Linked DNA regions of Zea mays: region 1 is linked to region 2. A link is a contact called in public Hi-C data. All regions are on one chromosome and are shown on one strand. The core of a region is the stretch at or near the end of the contact, and the rest is flanking DNA. Distances in the headings are between cores, read along the strand shown.

Region 1 (6,962 bases), core at 238-2,737, 290 kb before region 2:
GCAGCGGCGAGCTGAGGGGCGAGGAGAGGTGGAAGGGTAGTCATGTGACACCTATTAGCCTACCATTCTTGTAGAAATTTACGACATGGCTTGCCAACCAAACCATATAATCCGTTTACTTGTGCCACACCGGGATGCAACGTGCACGTTTTTTGCAAACACGACTCTTCTCCATTTTACATTTATAATCATCTATATTGCTGATGAATAGTATAAGGCTATCTCTAGGAATTTAATCATCTCCATACACGTATTCAAACTCCACTCTGCAAAGTGTGCATACAATGCAAAATAGTGCAACACAATATTTTGGGTTACCATATAGGTGAACTGGTGGACATGGTCTAATATGGTTTGGCACATCTTTGGTTCGGTTTAAAGCCTAGAGTTAGCTCAAAATGTTATGATATACTCCCTCAGTCTCAAATTAAAATTCACTTTAGATAATTAATGGATGCATACAATAGTTGATGTATGTGTCTTATATATATATCTAGATTCATTATGATCCATTTGAATATAGACAAAAAAACAAAGAGCTAAAACGACTAGGAGTATAATATGTCATTTCAGTTTTATTCTAAGTCATCTAACCACTGTTTTTAGAAAATTATATAACTATAATAAGATTTATGTTTTAGTGAGTATAGGTATGGGATGCTAGTGACTGACGAGGGATTTACGCATTGTCATCTCTAACTATTAGCATGGGGAGGTGAATAGAATAGGTGATGAGAATTAGTTTTATTATTAGTTGACAAAAAACGGTGATAGTAAGTGCTAACCTCTAAACACAACTATCCAACCACCTATTAGCAATAACAATCCTATACCAACAATTAGCTAGCTAAATAGTCGGTAGATTTTGTGCTGTTGACTATCTAGCTATTAAGATCAGTGGATCCAAATATAGGATTTTTATTGGTGTTTTTGCTGTTTCTTTGCTAGTAACTGTTAATGCTAGCGCGTACTATCATCACAGCTGGTGTTTGGTGGTTTTGACCGCGTCCTCTGCGTTGAAGCAATAATAAAGTCCCTAATCCGGCAACGCAAATCATGGAAAACAAACCAAAAGATTTTTTTTAAAAAAGATATAGGATCCGGAGTAGGACGGCCGCAACCCAACACGGTCGCCGAACTGCATGCGCGCCGGTGCGAGCAGCAGTTACCGTCGACGTCGAGAGAAGGACGCGTGCGTGGGCAGGCACACGGCGAAGGAAGGACGACGACGACGATGACGACGACAGCCTGGACCCCAGCTGCTCTGCTCACCTCACCTCAGCTCCGGCCGCTTTCAATGTGCTCTTGGAGGGAGCCACAAGTCATCTGCCCTTCTGTCACGCTGCTTTGCTTCTTCTCCCTCCCGCTGAGCGCTGGCCCCGCTTCTCAGAATCGTGCGCGTTGAATTGAGCCATGCCTGTCGCCGGGTCAACCGCACTACCATTTCAACTCCTCTCTGCCCTGTTGGCCTGTTCAACCACGACAACAACAACCAAGCTAGTGCCTAGTGCGAGTGCGTGCTGCCGCACACCTTCTCCGCTTGCATTGCCTATTATACTCCATCCATCTACCGTATTGCCGTATATATTTCTCACCTCGAGCGAGGAGCATCCGACTCCGAGTGGAGGGGTGAGAGGGAGGCCATGAAGTCCAACCGGAACCTGTCGAGGGCGGAGGGGAAGAGGCTGGGGAATGTGGCACTCATAGCCTTCATGCTCGGATCCCTCCTGCTGCTCTCCCTCGCCAGGGCCAAGTTCTCCCCGATCGGTACGCTGGTTGTTGCCATGGCGTTTTGGTTTGCCAACCAGCTTCTTCTTCACTGGTTCGCTTTTATCTGAAGTTGGGTATGCGCAGGTAAAACAGGGGACACCATCAAGGCAGAGGAGCAGCAGGCAATGGCGAAGGCGAGCGGCGAGATGGCCACCGCCCATGACGCTGCAGCTGGTAATACCGACTAGTTCCTCTCGCAATCCTAGATCTAGATTGCTGCGAATCCTTTCCCGTTCGTGCAGCGAATTCCGCTGTATAGCAAGCAGATGCAGATCCGGTGGATTCATTCCAGCTGACTTTTGCCGTCTGTCTGTGACAGAGGAGGAGGAAGAGGAGACTCGGTCCAAGCCGACCGACTCCGATATTTCAGGCGCAGCCATTGCGGTAGGCGACGACCACGCCGAGAGGGCGCGCAGGCCGGTGTGCTACGAGTCGAGCCGGCGGTCGGACACCTGCGAGGCGGCCGGCGACGTGCGCGTGGTGGGGCGCGCGCAGACGGTGCTCGTGGGCGCGCTGGACCGGGAGTGGAAGGTGAAGCCCTACTGCCGGAAGCACGACGCGTTCGCGCTGTCCCACGTCAAGGAGTGGACGCTCCGTCCGCTTGTCGGCGGCAGCGACGGTGACGAGGCGCCGCGGTGCACGGTGAACAGCTCGGCCACGGCGTTCGTGCTGTCCACGGGGGGGTTCACGGGGAACCTGTTCCACGACTACACGGACGTGCTGATCCCAGCGTTCATCACGGCGCGGCGGTACGGCGGCGACGTGCAGCTGCTGGTGAGCAGCCACAAGCCGTGGTGGGCCGCCAAGTACATGCCGGTACTGCAGCAGTTGAGCCGGCACGAGCTGGTGGACGCGGACGCCGACGGCGAGGTCCGGTGCTACCCGCGCGTGGTGGTGGGGCCGACGTTCCACCGGGAGCTGGGCGTGGGCGCGGAGACGAAGGCGCCCGGTGGCGAGGAGGAGGGGGTGTCGATGCCGGAGTTCCGCGCGATGCTGCGGCGCGCGCTGGGGCTGGAGCGCGCGGCGGCGGCGCCGAGCGGGGACCGGTGGGACGTCCGGCGGCGGCCGCGGCTGCTGATCATCTCGCGGCGGCAGTCGCGGCGGCTGCTGAACGAGCGCGCCATGGCGGACATGGCGACGAGCCTGGGGTTCGACGTGCGCGTGGGCGACCCGGAGGCGAGCACGGACGTGGCGCGGTTCGCGCGGCTGGTGAACTCGGCGGACGTGATGGTGGGCGTGCACGGCGACGGGCTCACCAACATGGTGTTCCTCCCCGCGGGGGCCGTGCTGGTGCAGGTGGTGCCGTACGGCGGGCTGGAGTGGCTGGCGCGCGGCATGTTCCGGGACCCCGCGGCCGGGATGCAGGTGCACTACCTCGAGTACGTGGTGCGGGCGGGCGAGACGACGCTGAGCGAGGAGTACGGCGAGGACGACCCGGTCATCAGGGACCCCGCCGCCGTCCACAGGAAAGGGTGGGACGCGCTCAAGGCCGTGTACCTGGACAAGCAGGACGTCCGGCCGCACCTGGGCAGGCTCAGGAACACCTTGCTCCAGGCGCTCAAGCTGCTGCCCCATGGACGGCAGAGCACCGACTGATCATCCTTGGCTTGCTGGCGTCAGTGGTCACGGTCGTGCAGATGGTGTGGTCCAAAGCTAAGATTAATTGGCAAGGACCTTGAATTCGAATGGGCCGTGGGTTTGTTCTGTAGGTAGATGCTACATAGCTACAGTAGATAGGTTTTAATGATGTCATTACATGACAGATCATCATGTGGTCATTAATCTTCTTTTTTTTTAAAAAAAGAATTTGTTGTACTCTTTTGCCCTTGCCATGTAAACACAATCACGTTGTGCTAGGTTTTTTTTTGACAATTTAGCTGTTACGAAAATCTAGATATCGCATGGCTTGAATACGGAGGAAGATAAAGGACTCTTCTTAGTTTAGGATACAAATTGGCGGTTTACTCGTGTCGTGACGACTCGATGAATGCTGCATTTTTGTTAATTTCTTAAACGATTTTTACGGAAACAATTCTCATAAGCGAAACATTTGTCGGACAGAAACCGATCCTAATGATCCGATGCCGAAACAAACAGAGCCAAATTGTTACCAGCTGCTGGATAATTAAATATTTACTTCATCGTCTGACAAGGTCCGTGTTGTCTCGTCTCCCTATATAGTGTGTTCAGGCAGGCAGCGCATGCATATTTATTATTATTATTAGCGTTAGTGAATAAAGAGACCCGATCCGAGAACCGAGATCCGGTGGCCTGGTCAGGCATAGAGTTTTGACGAGATGAGCACAATGACGACGACGGACTCTACAGCTTATAGAGCAAGACGAGTACGGTAGTTGGCTTGACGTGTTCAGCTCATGAAGCAAAACCATACTCGTGGAGAAGTAACTACTCATCTGCCGACGACTTGTTCACAGCGGCGGATGTGATGCATATGGCCAGCGTGTGGCAGGGGCGAAGACGAGGACGCGGCTTTGACCAGTAAGTAGACACTAGACAGGCAGGCGCTAGCTGCTGTAGCTGTAACCCTCACGCTGGTCGGTGCTCCGACGGTCTACCCCTTCCCTTCCCCATGGGCCCTGGCGTGCCCCGTGCAGGAGCAGACCTGCAGACCGCCGGCGGTTTTTAAGGTCGGCGGATCGGACTCGAAGACGAACGCTCGCAGGGAAATAACGGACAGCCAGGCTAGGGAGCCCTCGACCTCGAGAGAATCTGACCACAGTTGTTTGTTTCTTTTTGACGATGCTGATGTTAAGGGCCAGACCTACCTACTCAAGCGCTCCTCCGCCTTGACTAAAAGCGCTTTCTAAATTACTAGCTAGAGAGTTATTTATATAAAAACCTTTTTCTATCTCTTTTCATCGACAACAATTTTTATATATCATATTTGTGGGCTATCATAATTAGGGACACTCGGATTATACCCGTGAGCTTTCCAAAGAAATCAAACCAAAAAATGCGCTCCCCGAGGCCACCAAGGGTTGAATCACGATTCGCTCGAGCTCCCGCTCAACGGACGCTCAAAACTACGTTGCGCCCGAAACCATCCTCGGGCGAAGGCTGCGCCCGTGGAAAATCCTCGACTCACCCGAGGACCACCTTTATGGAAAGCAATTTCCGTCTCGTCCGAGCTCATCTCGGACGAAGGACAACCTTGAGCTCGATCTCGGCAAAAAGATTCTTAGGAATCATGAAGACGTGCACATTAAATGCGACGATTCAGATATCTGCTCCATGTGACACTGCAGTCAACAAAGGACGATGGGACCGTGGTCCCATCTAATTTCACCAATTACGATGACACACGCCTGCGAATACTGGACACTTGTAACACCCTGAACTTGGGAGTGTAAAATTTCCTCTCTAACATCCATCAAATTCGAGTGTTACCTTCCCTTTCTCATTCCTTTTCACTTTCTCCTGTCTATTTCAAAGCTCTAGAGAGGGTTAACTTGATGTCGTGTATTAATAAAACCCTAAAAACAGGTTTTTGATTGTTGCATCATGCCAGGGCATGCACTTATTTTTGTTTGTTGAGTGATTTTGTGGAGCATGTATTTAACAAGGAATTAGAACTAAAATAGTGTCGGGGACCATAATTAGGGGTACCCTCAAGACTCCTAATTCTCAGCTGGTAACCCCCATCAGCATAAAGCTGCTAAGGCCTGATGGGTGCGATTAAGTCAGGGATCAGTCCATTCGAGCGACTCGATCACGCCTCGCCCGAGCCTAGCCTCGGACAAGGGCAGCCGAACCCGGAGGATTTCCGTCTCGCCCGACCCCCCCCTCCGACGGCGAACATATCTCCGGCTCGCCCGAGGCCCTGCCTTCGTTAAGAAGCAACCCTGACTAAATCGCCGCACCGACCGACCAAGTCGCAGGACCATTTAATGCAAAGGTAGCCTGACACCTTTGTCCTGACGCGCGCCCTCCGGCAGAGCCGAAGTGACCGCCGTCACTTCGCCGCTCCACTGACCGCCGTCACTTCGCCGCTCCACTGACCGGCCTGACAGAAGGACAGCGCCGCCTGCGCCACTCCGACTGCAGTGCCACTTGACAGAGTGAGACTGACAGGCAGTCAGGCCCTGCCAAAGGCACCATAGGAAGCTCCGTCCGACCCAGGGCTCGGACTGGGGCTAAGTCCCGGAAGACGGCGAACTCCGCTCCGCCCGACCCAGGGCTCGGACTCGGGCTAAGTCCCGGAAGACGGCGAACTCCGCTCCGCCCGACCCAGGGCTCGGACTCGAGCTAAGTCCCGGAAGACGGCGAACTCCGCTCCGCCCGACCCAGGGCTCGGACTCGGGCTAAGTCCCGGAAGACGACGAACTCCGCTTCGCCCGACCCCAGGGCTCGGACTCGGGCTCAGCCCCAGAAGACGACGAACTCCGCTTCGCCCGACCCCAGGGCTCAGACTCCGCCCTGGCCTCTACCGAACGACCTCCGCCTCGCCCGACCCAGGGGCTCGGACTCGGCCTCGGCCATGGAAGACAGACTCGACCTCGGCTTCGGAGGAGCCTCCACGTCGCCCAACCTAGGGCGCAGGCCAGCCACGTCAACAGGAAGCGCCATCATCACCCTACCCCGAGCTGACTCGGGCCGCAGAGAACAAGACCGGTGTCCCATCTGGCTAGCTCCGCCAGATAGGCAATGATGGCGCCCCGCATGCTCTGTGACGACGGCGGCTCTCAGCTCTCTTACGGAAGTAGGAGGACGTCAGCAAGGACTCAACCGCTCCGACAGCTGTCCCTCCGCCAGGCTCCGTCGCTCCTCCGACGGCCACGACATCACACCAGCTGGGTGCCAAAATCTCTCCGGCTGCCACATCGGCATGTACTTAGGGCGCTAGCTCTCCCCCGCTAGACACGTAGCACTCTGCTACACCCCCATTGTACACCTGGATCCTCTCCTTACGCCTATAAAAGGAAGGACCAGGGCCCTCTTAGAGAGGGTTGGCCGCGCGGGGACGAGGATGGGACAGGCGCTCTCTTGGGGCCGCTCGCTTCCCTCTCCCGCGTGGACGCTTGTAACCCCCTACTGCAAGCGCACCCGACCTGGGCGCGGGACGAACACGAAGGCCGCGGGATTCCCACCTCTCTCACGCCGGTCTCCGGCCGCCTCGCTCCTTTCCCCCCTTCGCGCTCGCCCACGCGCTCGACCCATCTGGGCTGGGGCAC
Region 2 (7,431 bases), core at 2,104-4,603:
CATTCTCCTCTAGAAGTAAGGATTGCGTGTAGCGAGCTTGTGACAAATTTCTAAGAACATAGGCTTGCACATCCTAAACCTGAAAATGACACTCGTGTTTGTTCGATTGAAATATGATTGAGAACTCAATGTATTCATTTCGAAGCTCACCGACGCTTGAAGGTGTCTTCGCTGTAAATTGGGGTATGAACGAAGTAGTCACTCATCAACCTTATGTACCCAGCACATCAATCCCGTCGAACAGTCCGTCGTCCGATGACTGAACCTCGGTGTGGCTCGCCTTCATTTGCTTGCCCTCCTTCGAGTTGAATTGTTGTTGTAGCATTCACAACTTGTTGTTGAGCAAAAACTTGTTGAGCTAGTCGACGACGGCCACGATTTCTTCGCCAATCCATTCTGAAAAATGGAAAGTAGCACCAGCACACTTGGTATATATACAATCGATTGCACAATATTGAAGGTTGCTTGTCTCAAGCCAGACGCTTCCTAGGGTTCCTTATCGTACAAGCCTCAAGAACATGTGTACTGTACTGGCGAAATCAGAAAATTTGTGCAACACATCAAGCTACATGCAGTGCTAATGGAGGATCGTGTGTCACCTAGCTGCGAGTTGGCGACGAGCGACTCAAAAAAGACAGTGAGGGGTGGTGCCCAAGCGCGTCGCCGGCGTCGTTGGCGGGAACCAACAACTGCGCCGTGGCGGGAGGCAGCAATGTGAGGCCGGGTCAGAGAGCTGCTGGAGCACTTGAGTTAAATGTGCACGCGCAGCAGCTCGCGGACTCCCTAAATGCGCATCGCATCCTTACATCGCCTTGTAAAGGGAACAGTCAGAGCTCTTCATATCCACATCTTTTTGTGGTGATGTGCATCCAGTCAAGGACATTTTACTGTTAGTCACTTGTCTTTCACTCCTGCTGTTTCTAGTACAGGATGAACACCTTCCTTTCTACATCTTATCTGCTCCAAAACAAGATCTGATGGACAACTCTACTCCACTAGCTCTACGCACTATGGTACATGCATGTGCTGCTCGCATGCTTAGCCAATATATGGAGAGAAGCGAAGGCATGGAACCCAAGGCATGGAGGGAAGATGCGAGCTTGCTGCTGTTGTGTGCCAGCGCCTGCCATCGTACAATCGGGATGGTCTGTTGCTCAGCAACTACATGTCAGCGTTCGACAGCAATGGCCACACCTGCGTTAGAAGTGTGGCTTTCTCTACTGTTCTTTCTGTCCCTTTTTTCTTTTATGTTTTTATTTCACACGTGATCAGTTAATCTATGCAGTTTGGCGACTTCATGTCAGCAACACTCACGTGTTCATTTCTATCGGCTTCGAGTCGGCGATATAATCAGCTAAGAAGTGATCATACTTGTATTAAGAAAAACGAAAAAACGGGGATTCAAAATATCATGTATAATAAAGAACATATAGTTCAAAGATTCTTCTCAGTACCTTTGTTTGATCTTCTTGAATAGAGCCTCATGCTGATAACGTGTTAAGGAAGACTCCTTACTACTAGGTGTAGTCCAAGGCCCCTTAACTGAATAAAATAAGAACAAGACAAAAGTACTAGAGCAGCTAATTCTTTATTACTGTATGGTGCTACTATTCAAAGAAGTACATCAGTACATGATATAAGAACCTCTCCTCTATTTATAGATAGAAAATAGGACTTCAAGCATATGGACTATGTGGGCCTTTATGATCAAGATGTGTTTCTTAACAGACATGACCCGACTGGTCCTCCTGCAGCCTGGAAGGTCACCCTCCTCACTCACGTCACGCCCCACTTCCACCTGGGCCCAAGCCCCAAGGAGTGGTAGTAGAAGAGAAGACACAGGCACCTACCGTGGCAGCAATGATTGGCAGGAGGACCCACATCCCCACCACTGCGCATCTGCCTGCCAAATCATTCGGACTCCACATGACATCGGCTGGTCCATCCACGCACGGTTGTTGGTCGTTACTAGCACCAGCAGATCAGCTAGCTACCATATCGGATGGATGCAATGGAAGGAACCATCAACCACGCCACATGCACATATGCTCATGCTCGTTACCTCATCTACAAACCGTTATTAATTTCCACAGCATGAGTACAATCATACACCCACATGAAATCGATTCTAAAGAACATTTGCATGCGGCATTCCGCTCTAAAGATACGGAGGAAAAAAAACTAAAGATGATTCAGCTACAACACTTGCTCTGCAGTTGCAATTAGTTGCAACTTGGGGCCACGCACTTCCGTGGCATCGCTCGATCGCCGGAGCTCCGGTGAGCAGAGCAAGTCCAGATCAGCGGAGAGAGCTAGTGACGACGACTGCGCCTATCTGGCCGCCCTGAGGGCCTTTGCGAGAGCCGATGAGGTCCCGTACACTGCGGCGGCGGCCGCCCCGCCGTCTCTGAACCCGCACAAGAACTGCCGGTGGGCGGGCAACGTCGTCGCCGCCGCCGCCGCCACGCTCCTGCCAGTGCCAGCTGCAGCGGCATGCGCGTGCGTGTTAGGCGGCGAGGATGAGCAGGATGAAGAGGAGACGCGCCTGCAGGAGAGGCACATTGTGAGGGCGGTGAGAGGGGCCGCTGGCGCGGGCGCGGCGCTCAGCGCCCTGAGCTCGGCGACCTCCTTGCCCAGGCGCCGGTTCTCCTCGGCGAGCTGCTCGCACCAGCGCCTGAGGTACTCGCAGTCGACCTCCGTCTGCTTCAGCTTGGTCCGGGCGCGCCGGTTCTGGAACCACACCTCCACCTGCCGCGCCCGGAGGCCCAGGCGGCTGGCCAGCGCTGCCTTCTGCTTCTGCAGCGCCGAGACGGACAGAACCTTGGTGAGCCACCCACCCACCCACCGGCCACCGCCAAGATCAAATCAGCCGACCGACAGGCGGCGAGGAACGGCGACGTCGGATCGAAGGATGAAGCCTTAGTTACGCCCTTACCGGAGTGAGGGTGTGGTGCGTTTTGAAGCACTCCTCGAGCACGGCGGCCTGGTCCTTGGACAGCCGCAGCTTCTTGCGAGCGCCCCCGTCGTCGTCCTCGTCGCCGCTGCCGCTGCCGGCCGACCTCTCCGCCGCGACGCGCTTCCCGCTGCCGCTCGACGTCGGGCTGCCGGCGGGCGAGCACCTCCGCTCCCTCTCGTCCGCGGTCGGGCTGGCCTCCCGCTCCGCCGCGTCATTGCCGGCCGGGTGGCAGAAGCTGGGCTGGAATGCCGCCACGCCCAGGCCGAGACTCAGCCCGAGATCCAGGCTTTGAGGCGCCATGTTTAATCTATATATCAATCGCCACCACCAAGGTAGATAGCTAGCTAGCTGGGGGAAGACGTAAGTACGTTCACTGCTGCTCGCCAGAGTTGTTGAAGACGGAATGTGAGAGAAGCGGGGTATAAATAGAGGGATCGCGCATTCGCGCGAGATCAAGTGTTTGTTGAAGTGGAGGAGAGAGAGACGACGTCTGTAGCTGATGCAAGTGGTCGACAATGATGAGCTGGGCGCTCGTGGGGTGGATCTCCAGTCTATGGGGGAGATTTCTTTGATTAGCGGGCTCGCCCTGTTTGTTTGAGCTTATTTTAGCTTATGCTCACTAAAAGCTACTACGGTATGATAAACGTCTTAGCTTTTCAGATCGCTTTTATAAGATATTTTGTTAAAGACTATCTAAAATTAATATGAACACATAATCAGTCGAATCATCACGATAGTAGGAATCCGCTTTTTCTAGATCTCGAAACCTTTAGATCAGTTCATCTTCCTCCACACGTAATCCCCACAATACTCAGATTCTTCTCACAACCAGATTTTCAAAAAAGCTGGTAAAAAAACTGAACCAAACGTCTTTGACTCAGTGGGAGCATCGCCGGAGTATTTATGTATTCAACCGGGTTGGTTAATTTGCTTGGTAATCCAGGTCCCCAGATGAGATTACGCTAGATAGACTCCATCCATGTGTTTAGTGGTGTAATTAGATTGGATACGAACAAATATTACTTGTTCTATATTTGTTTTTCTATTTTCTTTTCGGATTTGGATACGAATATTTGTAAGTTATGTCGGATAAGATTTGAATAGCATATCGACATCTTAAATATTCAGCTTTGAGAATACGGATGTGGATAAAAATCGGATACGAATAGGATATTGAGTAACCGGACTTGAATAGGGATCGAATCACAACACTCTTAGGGCCTGTTCGAATTCCGAGACGGATAGGATATTGAGATTTAATCCTCTCTAATCCTCTTAATACATTCCTAATCCAACAAGCTATTAGACGGATCGAATTTCAATAGGAACTACCATTTACATAGTACAGGTGCTCCATACACGTCTACGTACGTGTGGCATCTAGTGGCGGCCGGGAGAGAGTATTTTTCTGCAGGGGGCGCACTAGCTAGTACGATCGATTTATTGCGGTTGCAACAGGGGTATATCAAATACTCCCTCCGTCCCACAAAAGAAGTCGTCTTGGGCATTGGCATTTGTCCCTTGAAGATTGTCGTTCTGGTGTCTAGACAACGAGATCAGAGCAGACATGGGAGCAGGGAGCGATTGGCGCAGCCCACGCCTCTAGGGGTATTGTTGTAATCTCTCACTTGACTTGTTTTTCACCTGCTAGGCTAGAACGACTTTCTTTATGGGACGGAGGGAGTATGCAATAATGCGGTGGAGTGCCGGTTTGTGGCAGAAGGTACAAGATATACGCCTACTACTACCGCGATCTGCTCGAGAATGCGTTGTCTTAGCTAGTGATTGTGGCCGTTCAAGTGGTTGGCTATCTATCTTACGTTAGTTGTTTGCGTCTCCCATTTTTTGCATTTTTGCTGTGCCTAAGAAACGCCGGGTTGTTCTGTTCTGATTAAATAAAGTCAGTTGTTTAAACTGTTGCAGCTGCAATCTATAGAGACAAAAACACTGTAGAAACAATAGAAGCCGATACGTATTAAACTCAGCAAAGGTGTATGTGGTTTCGGTATTGGTTTTGATAATCTAACTAACAAAACAAACAATGTTTAGTATACAAAGTGTTGGAGGTCTTCATCTTCCGAATGTCCTAAAAAACATGATTGACAATGTTTCCTAAGCATAGTATATGTACAGGAACATTCGGACTCGAGATGAAGCTGTACGAAATATGGAAGGCACTACCGGAATTTGGCTCTTTGCCGAGTGTCATATTCTTTGCCGAGTGTTTTATTTCGGGCACTCGGCAAAGAGCTCTTTGCCGAGTGCCACGCAAAAAACCCTCGGTAAAAGAAAACACTCGGCGAAGAAACTCTTTGCCGAGTGTTTTATTTTTGACACTCGGCAAAGAGTTTCTTTGCCTAGTGTCGTTTTTTGACACTCGGCAAAGGGCTCTTTGCCGAGTGTCACAAATACAACACTCGGCAAAGAGCTCTTTGCCGAGTGTTTTTTCTCCAACACTAGGCAAAGACAATTTAAAAATCACATTTTAAAGTAGTAAATTAATTCAAATGAAAAAGTTTTCAACTACAAATTTGTATAACTCATCATGATGTACAATTTATATATTGAACATTTCTTCATATGACAAAATAAAAATAAATTTGTTCATAAAACCTATATCTCTCTCGTAGTTTATGAAACTACGAGAGAGACGTATAGAATTTGTGCATATTGTTAGAACCATCATCTGAGATAAACAAATTACCAAACAACCAAAATAAACTTTGTAGATCTTGAGAAGTTATAGAAGTTTATAGTTGACAACTTTTTCATTTGAAGTCATATTGTTAACGAAAACTACGTCTGAATTTAAAAAATTTAAAATTTGAATTTTGAAAACGACTTCGAAAGGAAAAACCACCAACATGAAAGTTGTAGGTATTGAAGAGTTATGAAACTTTGTAGTTGACAATGTTTTAGTTTGAAATCATTTTGTTATGCAAAACTATGTTTGAATTTTGAAATTTGAATTTTTCAAACTGTCTCGGATGGAAAAATCACCAAAATAAAAGTTGTAGGTCTTGAAATATAATGAAACTTTGTAGTTGACAATTTTTTTGATTTGAAATCATCTTATCATTGAAAATTTCGTGTGAAGTTTTTAAATTTAAAATTCAAATTTTATAAACGGTCTCGGATGTAGAAACTATTAAAATAAAACTTTTAGATCTCAAAAAGTTATGCAACTTTATAGTTGGTCACATTTTCAAATGAACTCATTTAGTGCCTTAAATAATCAAATTACTCTCGATTTGTTATAGTACATGAGGAATGGAAACGTAATATAAACATAATTGGTGTAGTAGTGTAGTGGTATAGGAGGGTATGCGCGAGAGAGAGGTTGCGAGTTCGAATCTCACCATTTACAAAACATATAAATTTGATTCAAAATAATAGTGAAAAATGATAGGGCAACGAGTAAGGTAATAGGGGGTGGAGAGTTGTTCCTAGAATTTAAAAAAATGTTTTGTTGTTTTTTTTTAATTTTTTCGATTCTTAATTTGCCGAGTGTTTTTCTTTGCCGAGTGCTTTTTGACACTCGGCAAAGTCTTTGCCGAGTGTCCGAAAAAAAGCACTCGGCAAAGAACCCTTTGCCGATGAAATCTTTGCCGAGTGTTCTTTGCCGAGTGTTACACTCGGCAAATCCTTTGCCGAGTGTAAAATGGCCTTTGCCGAGTGTCTTAGACACTCGGCAAAGAACGCGATTCCGGTAGTGAGGCAGGGTCGGAACGAAGGTTGAACCAGCGCCGAAGCTGCGCGCAAGGGAGCTTCGGCTCAGTAGCAGAAAAAGGAACCGACTTAAGGAGGAAAAGGCTATCTAGTCCTCGACAAATTGTTCTTAAGTCAATAGTGAACATGAATGCCATGAGTGTAATTTCACACAGGCTACGCCCTATGTCTATAAATAGATAAACTGTACCCTCGTACTGTTCACGCCGACTTGTACTCGCTCGTGCGTCACGCTTGTACTTTGCCTTCTGTCAAGCCGAAGGTATAAATGTAATTCAGTATTTTTCTTATTCATCCATGATTATATAATAAGGACATATAAATGATATTATATGATTATTCATGTTATTTCTCATGTTTCATATGCTTTTTCTTTCATCGATGTAAACTGTGATGATGAAGGTATGTCCTTCATGACCTTCGTCCGAAGATCGTTATATCCTAAGGAAAATAATGCTTCGAAGGACGAAGGGCATTAACCATTAACTTCTTTCTGTGTTGCATTGTTCTTAATTCATAGCATTTGAGAACAAGTCCCCAACATTGGCGCTCACCTCCGGTGTACTCACTTTCACAATCTTCGACAAAGCATCAACCTTCATCATGCCGCCGAAGAAGATAACAGCGCCAGGGGCTGCACTACAGCCACTGGACACAAACCAAGACACTCTCTCTCTCCGAGAGGCCAGAAGCCAAAAGAGGAAAGCCACCAGTTCAACACTTCAGGAGGAGGAGTTGGACCAGCA

The links. A called contact is a pair of places that touch in the nucleus more often than the background predicts.
Region 1: a contact with region 2 is called in a Hi-C map of tassel, with 4 times the contacts expected there. The contact joins the promoter of LOC103629467 here to the promoter of LOC100284930 in region 2. A contact is called at or near these places in 2 of 25 Hi-C or Micro-C datasets (ear and tassel) and 1 of 3 datasets of contacts at active chromatin or transcription factors (leaf).

The regions. Positions count from the first base shown.
Region 1 is chr6:79,723,364-79,730,325 of Zm-B73-REFERENCE-NAM-5.0, reverse strand. LOC103629467 reads left to right here and starts at 1,487. Exons shown (of 3, transcript NM_001323509.1): 1 at 1,487-1,767; 2 at 1,855-1,944; 3 at 2,090-3,571. The coding sequence starts at 1,644. The coding sequence ends at 3,366.
Region 2 is chr6:79,431,016-79,438,446 of Zm-B73-REFERENCE-NAM-5.0, reverse strand. LOC100284930 reads right to left here and starts at 3,353. Exons shown (of 2, transcript NM_001370685.1): 1 at 2,936-3,353; 2 at 2,059-2,796. The coding sequence starts at 3,256. The coding sequence ends at 2,332.